Regions from separate parts of the Mus musculus genome. Here region 1 is linked to region 2. The links are chromatin contacts, called in public HiChIP or PLAC-seq maps. All regions are on one chromosome and are shown on one strand. The core of a region is the stretch at or near the end of the contact, and the rest is flanking DNA. Distances in the headings are between cores, read along the strand shown.

Region 1 (4,232 bases), core at 1,442-3,941, 830 kb after region 2:
TCTGCTCTTTGTTGTCAACTGTCTTCATGCCTGTCTTGCTCCCAGCAGCCATCTCCAGTAAGGCTAAGCAAGAAGAGAGGCGCAGGATTTAAAGGCAGCTCTCACCTGCTATCTCCTGGTGTCATCCTTACCACACACAGGAGTTTGTGCAGACTCTTCTGTGGATTTCCCTGAGAAAATTTCCAGGCCCTGTGGTAGGATGTGCTACCAGTCAGACCCGCTCAGTGGTCTCACTCTTCTATGTAACCAGGCTTAGTAGGGCTTGTCTGCGTCACTGCAGCAGGTACCCAGAGTCCGTTGTCCTCACCCTCATTTTGTCCCATGAGGCTGTCTAGAGGGAGATGTCCAGTTTGGCCGTCAGTACCCCATGGCCGAAGTCCTGGCCAGCCAGGGACAAGGTGACTTCATTGACTTTATTTGCCCTTGAAATGAACCTTGAAGGTTTTGCTTAGGCCCCTTTCTGGGAGTCCTGCAGCCAGTGCTCTGGTGGGAAACCCTCAGGCCGCTACATTCCAGACATCTTACCCAGTGCTGGCCCGAGGACTGTGGAAACAAGGGCGGATTGTGCTGGGCTGAGGGGCTTTCTCCCAAGCCGGGGCGCCTTGGGGTGGAGGCTGGCTTTCCTTCAGTCTCCTTCCAGCCCTGTGGCATCTGGCTTCTGCTCATTGGCTGGATGCTAATTGTGACTGCTCTCTCTCCCCCATTTCTTTTTGAGGCCCAGGGAACAAGACTCCACACATGGGACAAGGGTGTAAGCAGACTGTGGGCAGGGGCGGGGGAGGACAGCAGCAAGTCAGGGACACCCTCTGAAGGACGCTTGGCCAAGAGTGACCTTAAGCAGCCTGGAGGGGGACCTCCTGGGCCAGAACTGACCAACAGAACACACTGCAAAATAGAAATGTCCTGTGGTCACGTGGCCTCTGAACACTTGGAACCTGGCTTGTGCAACAGAGAAGCAGAACTTTACATTTTACTTGATTTTAATTTAATACAAAATATCCCTGGTATTTTTAATGTAACTTAAATTTAAATTGCTTTCGTGGCCAGTGGCTACTGTGTGGAACACTACAGCTCCAGATGGCTCCTAGAAGTGTGGGGTGGGGGCGGGGAAGCAGTTCTTACTTCTTATCTCCTTCTGCAGAGAGCTCCCCCCACCCGCCTCCCCAGGCTGAGCCTGGTGGCATTTCTCCTTCCTGTCAGGAAGGAAGGTTTGTTCTCTGGCAATTTCCCCACTTCACCAACTCTGGAATCCTGATGCCCTAGAGACAAGAGGTCCCTGGCAATGTGCCACCACACTATGGCAGTATTTCCCCGCCTTGCCAAATGCGACTCTTGCCCAGCTTGGTAACACACAGGTGCTCACAAGCCCAGTGGGTTTGGCGGGCTCTGCACGTGGGGGTGGGGGCGGAGACCAGGTAGGCAAAGCAGAAACCTCTTCCTGCTTCTGTGGGGACTGGGCTGGCTTTGTTGTTACTTCAAAGGGTTCTAGAAACAGGCCCAGGAAGGTCCTCAAGAAGTGAGCACACAGATCTTCAAATACAGGATCTGTGTGCCCCCCTACCCCCCGCCTCTGTTTAGGGGAACCTGAGAGTGCCTGAAGGAGCCTCTCTGCCTTTAAGAATGAGGATGCCAGCTTTCACACCCTGGAAGACCTTCCTTGGGCTTTATTAAATCAGTGTGGCCAGCCCTTAAGCTGGTTTTCCTTTATTCTTCTGTGGAAATAGAGAAAAGCGGTCGTTTATATGAAAAGAACACAGTGCTTCATTGTGCTTGTTCTCGAATGTCAGCCAGACAGGATGGGATGTGAATATAGTGAATGCGGTGTAATTAGTAGACTCAGACCCAAGTCTCCCTGAGATTTGAGGCAGAGCCTGGTGAAACCGTCAAGACAGGTCCTGGGCTTTGGGCCTTGTGGAAAATTGGAAAGGCAGAGGCAGTTTGGAAATCCCCAGAGCCAGAGGAAATCCCCAGGGACTGAGAATCCCCAAAGAGAAACGGTACCCCCGGAGCCACCAATCAGGTAGTCTTTCTATGTATCCAGGATCTGACGGTTTAGTTTTTGGGGGTAGACACCTGTTCTTGTAGAGCAGAAAAAAATGGTGCGCTCGTACACAGGGTTCTGAGCAAACCTTTGGATGTGTAAAACTGCAGTCTGGTGGAATGGAGGGCCGGAGTGGCCGATCCTTGAGTCTTTGGGACAGAGATCTGTGACTGCCCTCCCTATGCCCACTGACTCCACTTACTGCTTGTCTGAGGCCGCTCGCCACTATAAAACTCAAGACGTGGCTTAAATCTTTGAACTATAAACTCAGGTATTCATTCATTCACTTTTCCATCAGTAAACACTTAGTAAACATCTACGTGTTGGTGCTATTTCAGGTACAAAGGATAAGTTAGTAATGAAAAAAAATATAGGCGCCCAGCGCATTTTTGCACCTCCATTGCCATCTCTCTCCTGGGTAAAGTGAGAGGCCATCTTGCTGCTGCAGCCCCCCTGAAGCCTCAGCTCCCCAGGACGCTTTCTGGGGGCGGGTCCACCAGAGGTGAAATCTGCAGCCTTGGCTGTGCCAGCAGGTCCATGAGAAGGGGAAGGCTGCCCTCTGCCGGAAAATCTGGGGACACTGCAGGGCGGAGTGGCTCTTGAGTTCCTAGCGCATGCGCTGAACCTGGCTCCACCCATGCGCTGGCGGCTAGGCGGAACAGGAAGTGCAGTGATAGTCAGGTCTGAGGCCGATTTGGCCACTACGGCTGCCCGTGTGTGGACTTTTCGGACAGTACAGGTTTCCACTTACCAGCCCTCACCCTCTTGAGGTCATCTCTCGGCTTCTTTAAGGAGTTTGGCTGCTTCCCTTTCAGTATCTCTTGATCACTTAGTGTCATTAAAATATGGAGACACCCCTGCTAAAGCGTTTTCTGTAAATGCTGTGTTTAAAGCTGCTGTTGAGGAACCTCAGCCGTCCTCTGATGGGGTGCACCTGTCACGATTGGTGGCTGGCGCTCCCCTACCCAGGAAGCAGAAGTTCTGTGGTCTCTCCCAAGTCCTTAGGGCTGAGTGCTTGAAACAGGGCTCCCTAAACTTCCCTAAACAACAAGTTCCATTTGTTTTATTAGGTACTGTAAATTAGTAATACAAACATGTCGTTGGTACTCATTTATGAAAAGAGTGTCAGTAGATTCTTTTTGTAACTATTTTTATTTTATGTGCATTGGTATTTTACTTGCATGTATGTCTGTGTGAGGGCACCAGATCCCATGGAACTGGAGTTAAAGATGGTTGTGAACTACCATGTGGATGCTGAGAATTGAACCTGGGTCCTCTGGAGGAGCAGTCAGCGTTCCTAACTGCTGAGCCGTGTTGCAACCCTATAGACTCTTTCACATTTACTTACTGTTATTTGTATGTGTGTGTTAAGCATGAACATGCTACAGCACACATGAATGAGAGTTTGTGGATTCGCTTCTCTCCGTCTTGTGGATTCTGGGATCAAACTCAGATTGTCCAACGTGGTGGCAAGTACCTTTACCCACTGAGCCATCTCAGCCTGATGGACTGAGCACACACACACACACACACACAAATGCTATTTATTTGTTTAAAGACAGGGACTCACTGTGTATCTCTGCCTGGTCTGGAACTCACTCTGTAGACCAGACCGGCCTGGAACCTGCCTCTGCCTCCTGAGTGCAGGAACTAAAGTCGTGGGCCAACATGCCCAACTAAACGTGTGTGTGTGTGTGTGTGTGTGTGTGTGTGTGTGTGTGTGTGTGTGGTGTATGCACATATATATGTATATACATATATATTTATTTACAAGATCTTCAGGAGGAACGAGGGACAGCTGGAGCAGGGGAACATGCTCTCCTTAAAGTTTTAAGGAGAACCTCAGTTTTAGTGTTTCCACCCTATGTATTTTCTGATAAACCTACTATGTGTAATAACAGCACTTGTGGGCTGGTGAGATGGCTCAGTGGGTAAGAGCACCCGACTGCTCTTCCGAAGGTCCAGAGTTCAAATCCCAGCAACCACATGGTGGCTCACAGCCATCCATAATGAGATCTGACTCCCTCTTCTGGAGTGTCTGAAGACAGCTACAGTGTACTTACATATAATCAATAAATAAATCTTTAAAAAAAAAATAACAGCACTTGTGTGTCTGAGTAAGGTCACTGTGAGTTGGAGGCCAGCCTGGAGTACTATTATAGTGAGACCCTGTCCCCCAGATAAATAGACG
Region 2 (4,318 bases), core at 272-2,771:
CTCTGTAGACCAGGCTGGCCTTGAACTCACAGAGATCCACTTGCCTCTGCCTCCCAAGTGTTGAGATTAAAGGCCTGTGCCACCATGCCTGATGTGGGCAGTTTTCTTAGCTAGAGGAATGTAATTTGCTGTATATTACTAAGCATTAATATTCACATTTCAGAACTTTGTTGCTCAGGGTGCCTGAGAACTGAGATGTTGAATGTGACAACTCCCATATCTTGGTACAGTTATAGACTTCTTTTGCAGTTTCTGGGTTTGAAACATAGCTGTCTAACTGTTTTTCAAGCTTATGGGAAATGAAACCCTTACTCATGCCTTCTCTTTCAGATATTCAGAGTGGTGTGCATCTGTTTGGGCAACCCACCAGAGACCTTCACCTGGGAGTACCGAGACAAAGATAAAAATTACCACAAGATTGGCCCCATAACACCCTTGCAGTTTTACAAGGAGCACGTGAAGCCGCTCTTCAATATGGAAGATAAGGTTAGAGACTGGTGCCAGCAGCTGCTGGCTATTTACTTTCAAGTATCTGTTGTTTCCACAGAGGGTGTAAGATTCCCAGGTTAATGTGCATGGTTCCTGAAGTTTGCATGCATCTGACAGAAGTAGGCACCTTTCTCCAGTGTTTCTCATCAGAATTTCTGACTGTAGGCCAAATCCCCAACCTTTCTCCTTGAAATGTAAGGTTCAGATCAATCTCAGGTACAAAGAGAAATGGTGGGATATTGGATTTTTCGTATAGGCTCAGAGCACCCTCATCTCCTGGCCTTTCGGGAAACTTGTTAAAGGAGGGCGTCCACTGTCTGCTCTTCCTTCCTTCTACATCTGCCTAGAGGATGACCAGGGTCTTCTCCCTTGGTGGGCTTTTGACCCTCTTCCAAGAAAACTGCATTGCTTCATATTGAGCCTCTCTTACTCTTTGAGGAAGGGCCTATAGCAGTGTTTCATGAGTGGTGCCTTATGAGTATATGCAGTATGACAGATTATATGCAGAGGGGCAGTTTTTACCTTAGGGAAGACAGGTAGAGAAAGCTCTCAAGGGTGTTCTTTGTGCTAATTACAATGTGCAGTGCCCTTCTTACACCGCCAGCTTTTGATTATTTGTTACATTTACCTTGTGGCTTTAGTGTTTGTTCTTGTAGTTAAAGAGGAGTTTGTAGCCATAGCAATCTAGTAGAGAGAGTTGTGTTTTACTTGACGTCTTTGGTCTTGTGCTCTAATATACATGTTCTTGATCTCAAAAGATTTGTTTTGTGAATGACCCACGGCCCCAGCACAAGTACAATAAATTGTACACAGTAGACTACTTGAGCAATATGGTTGGAGGGAGAAAAACGCTGTATAACAACCAGCCCATTGACTTCTTGAAAAAGATGGTTGCTGCCTCCATCAAAGATGGAGAGGTTAGTACTGCCTTATGTTTCTGTGTCCCCCACATGGGGGTTAAAACAGCTGCTGCTTTCCTTTTCACTACTCTGGTTTATGTTGACTTTCTTCTATTTCTAGGCTGTGTGGTTTGGCTGTGATGTTGGAAAACACTTCAATGGCAAGCTGGGCCTCAGTGACATGAATGTGTGAGTGCACAGAGTTCAAAGTAGGAAGCTCTTTGTGGGTTGTTGCTGTTGGAGTGCACTCATGGTCGGAGTGCCTCTGCTCAGGTTCATCCAGACATTGAGGTTGGCCTGAGGGTGGGTCTTTCTCTGCATCCGTGAAGTTTTCTGCTCCTTCCAGAGACTGTACATGTGTAACTTCTTTAACCCTGGAAACCAAGATCACACTAGAGCAGAAGTCACTGGGGTTCCTAAGATGCTAAGTTTCTAAGCAGAGAAAGACTCTGAACACACAGTAGGTGACCTGGGACGCTGCTCATCACACTTGGGGTGCAATGCGAGACTTTGCAGAGCTCTTTTTACTGATCATCTTTAAATGCTTCTCTTCCTTTGATGCCTTGTGTATATTCTCTTTAGGACAAGTTGGGCTAATTTATATACTTACCTTAACTCATTCTCCTTCATCTTTGATGACATCAAAGCTTCATTTCCAAGCTGAATCAGACAAGATTCCTTGATTTTAAAAGACATCATTTTAGGAGAGATGGCTGAGCATGGTTAGGAGCACTTGCTGCTCTTGTAGAGGAAGGGCCTGAGTTCAGTTCCCAGCTAATGGCAGCTAGCTCGAAGCCACCTGTAACTCCAGCTCCACGGGCTCTGATCTTCTCTCTGACCTCCGTGGGTACCTGCAGACATGTTGGGGCATATGCTCACATAGACACACATATGCAGTCTTTACAAAAATCATAAAATAAATACATCATTTTTGATTTACCCATAAATAATTCTGACTAGTAGGAAAGTTCAGTAATGTCTTAATATTTAACAAAAAGAAAAAAAACTAATGGTGAAACTTTTCAGTTTTATATTTGAAATGGAGAGTGAAGGCAGGATGATCAAGATTTCAAGTCAATGGCTATATAGTAAGTTCAATGCCAGCCTGGGCTGTATAACACACTGCCTCTGAATGAATGAATACACACACACACACACACACACACATATACATATATATATATGTGTGTATATATATATATATATATATATATATATATATACATACACACATACATACACATACATATACACATACATACCACAGTCAGTAGTTTGACTCAGAAACTGGGTCTATAAACTTGAAAAAGACCATTATAAGAAGTTACTTCAAAAGCATTTTCATTTTTTAAAAGATAATTTTCTTGCCCATTGCAGTGATATACTCCTTTAATCCCAGCACTCAGGAGACAAGTGAATTGCTTAAATGAGAGGGCAGCCTGGTCTATATGGTGCATTCCAGGACACTTAGAGCTATGTAGAGGGACCCTGTCTCAAACAAAAAACAAAAGAAAAAAAGAACATTTTCTTGCCAGAATAACAGTACAAATCAGACTTGTCAATATTTACTTTCGAAGGTTTATATTTAATGCTCTTGTATTGCCCTGCACAGTGTAGTGAAGTGTACGTTTGTGCAGAGCCACTCTTTTGGGGCTGTCAGGCTCCAGTTACCTCAGTGTCCTCACATAGCCAGACCAAGCTTTCTCATTCACTCTGTCCCTCTTTTACAGCTATGACCATGAGTTAGTGTTCGGTGTCTCCTTGAAGAACATGAATAAAGCTGAGAGGTTGGCTTTTGGTGAGTCACTCATGACCCACGCCATGACCTTCACTGCTGTCTCAGAGAAGGTAAGCTCCCCAGCGTGTCATGATAGGTTCATTAGTGGGCAGGTGGGTCCACACACTCCTGTAGACTGTCTGTCCAGCAGAGCCACAGTTACTATGTTTGATTCCTGTTGAACTAGCTTCCAAGTAAGATGTTAAGATGTTCCTGTATCACTTGGTGTTTAGTTACTTGCTCAGTGGTAATAAAAACAATAATGTCCTATGAGGACAAGAATTTAGGTCAGCAAGGAGCAAAGAGATAACTTCTTTTTTGTAATTTGGAAGGTTAGTGAAGGATGCTAGGAAAAGATGTCTTCTAAGAAGTTGAGATGGGTTCTTAGAGTGTCTGCATCTCGATGGCCTTGCTCACAATCACCTTTGCGTTGTTGGTCGTTCACATTCACCAGTTACTGTCATGCACAGTAACCTGTGACCTCCATGCCCATCACTGGATTTGTACACACTGGGATGCCAGTTTTTAAGTCCTTTGTGATTGATGGCTCTGCTGTATCTTGGACCCTTTCATAGCCAGGCACCCGTTCCAGGCTGTAAAACTGTCAGGGGGCACAGGAGAGAGAGAGGACTTGACCTACGTTAGTTCTTTACCCTCAGAAGCAGACGTGTCCTCTCTCCAGCACCAGCACCAGAAAGGCACTGCGGCTAAGTACTTTACCTAAAATATTTTAGGAAATATTTTGTTGTTGTTTTTTTCTATGCTGCTCACTAGATTTTTTGATCATTAAAGCATTTAGAAATATCTTGCATATTGTTATGCCAGACTTTCTTAACGATCCTCCTAAAGTCCTGATATTTCTGAAGTATTCCTTTGAATTGTTTTGTGTGCTTTCTAGGCAAAGCTGGGAGTGGGCTGGGGTTTCCTTGTATGCCTTCCTCCTATCCCTTCTGCTTTGTGGGAAGATGCTCCTCTCTCCTCACAGAGCTCCAGAGCCTGTGCTCCCTCAGTCCCATCTAATGTTAGCTGGCTATCATGTGCACTCCTTGCAGCCCCAGCCCGGAGAGCCCAAGACAGGAAGACTGAGTGGCAGTCACTCAAGAGTCTGCCTCAAAGCAAAAGAGTTCAAAACCAAAACCTTATCTTACAGGGT

The links. HiChIP or PLAC-seq counts read pairs in DNA pulled down with a chosen protein or histone mark.
Region 1: a contact with region 2 is called in an H3K27ac HiChIP or PLAC-seq map of T-cell acute lymphoblastic leukemia, with 2.8 times the contacts expected there. The contact joins two enhancer-like sites.

The regions. Positions count from the first base shown.
Region 1 is chr11:77,790,755-77,794,986 of GRCm38.p6, forward strand. All of the region lies in intron 1 of Myo18a (myosin XVIIIA), which reads left to right. Among named protein-coding and RNA genes, the nearest start is that of Gm10277, 4.2 kb to the left of the region's middle. Within about 2 kb of position 2,692, at least 277 of the 459 cell types and tissues checked have an H3K27ac peak or open chromatin away from gene starts, as enhancers often do. A contact at or near this core is called in T-cell acute lymphoblastic leukemia, where this site is marked.
Region 2 is chr11:76,965,485-76,969,802 of GRCm38.p6, forward strand. Blmh (bleomycin hydrolase) reads left to right here. Exons shown (of 12, transcript NM_178645.4): 7 at 331-486; 8 at 1,248-1,406; 9 at 1,510-1,577; 10 at 3,119-3,236. Among named protein-coding and RNA genes, the nearest start is that of Blmh, 22 kb to the left of the region's middle. Within about 2 kb of position 1,522, at least 7 of the 459 cell types and tissues checked have an H3K27ac peak or open chromatin away from gene starts, as enhancers often do. A contact at or near this core is called in T-cell acute lymphoblastic leukemia, where this site is marked.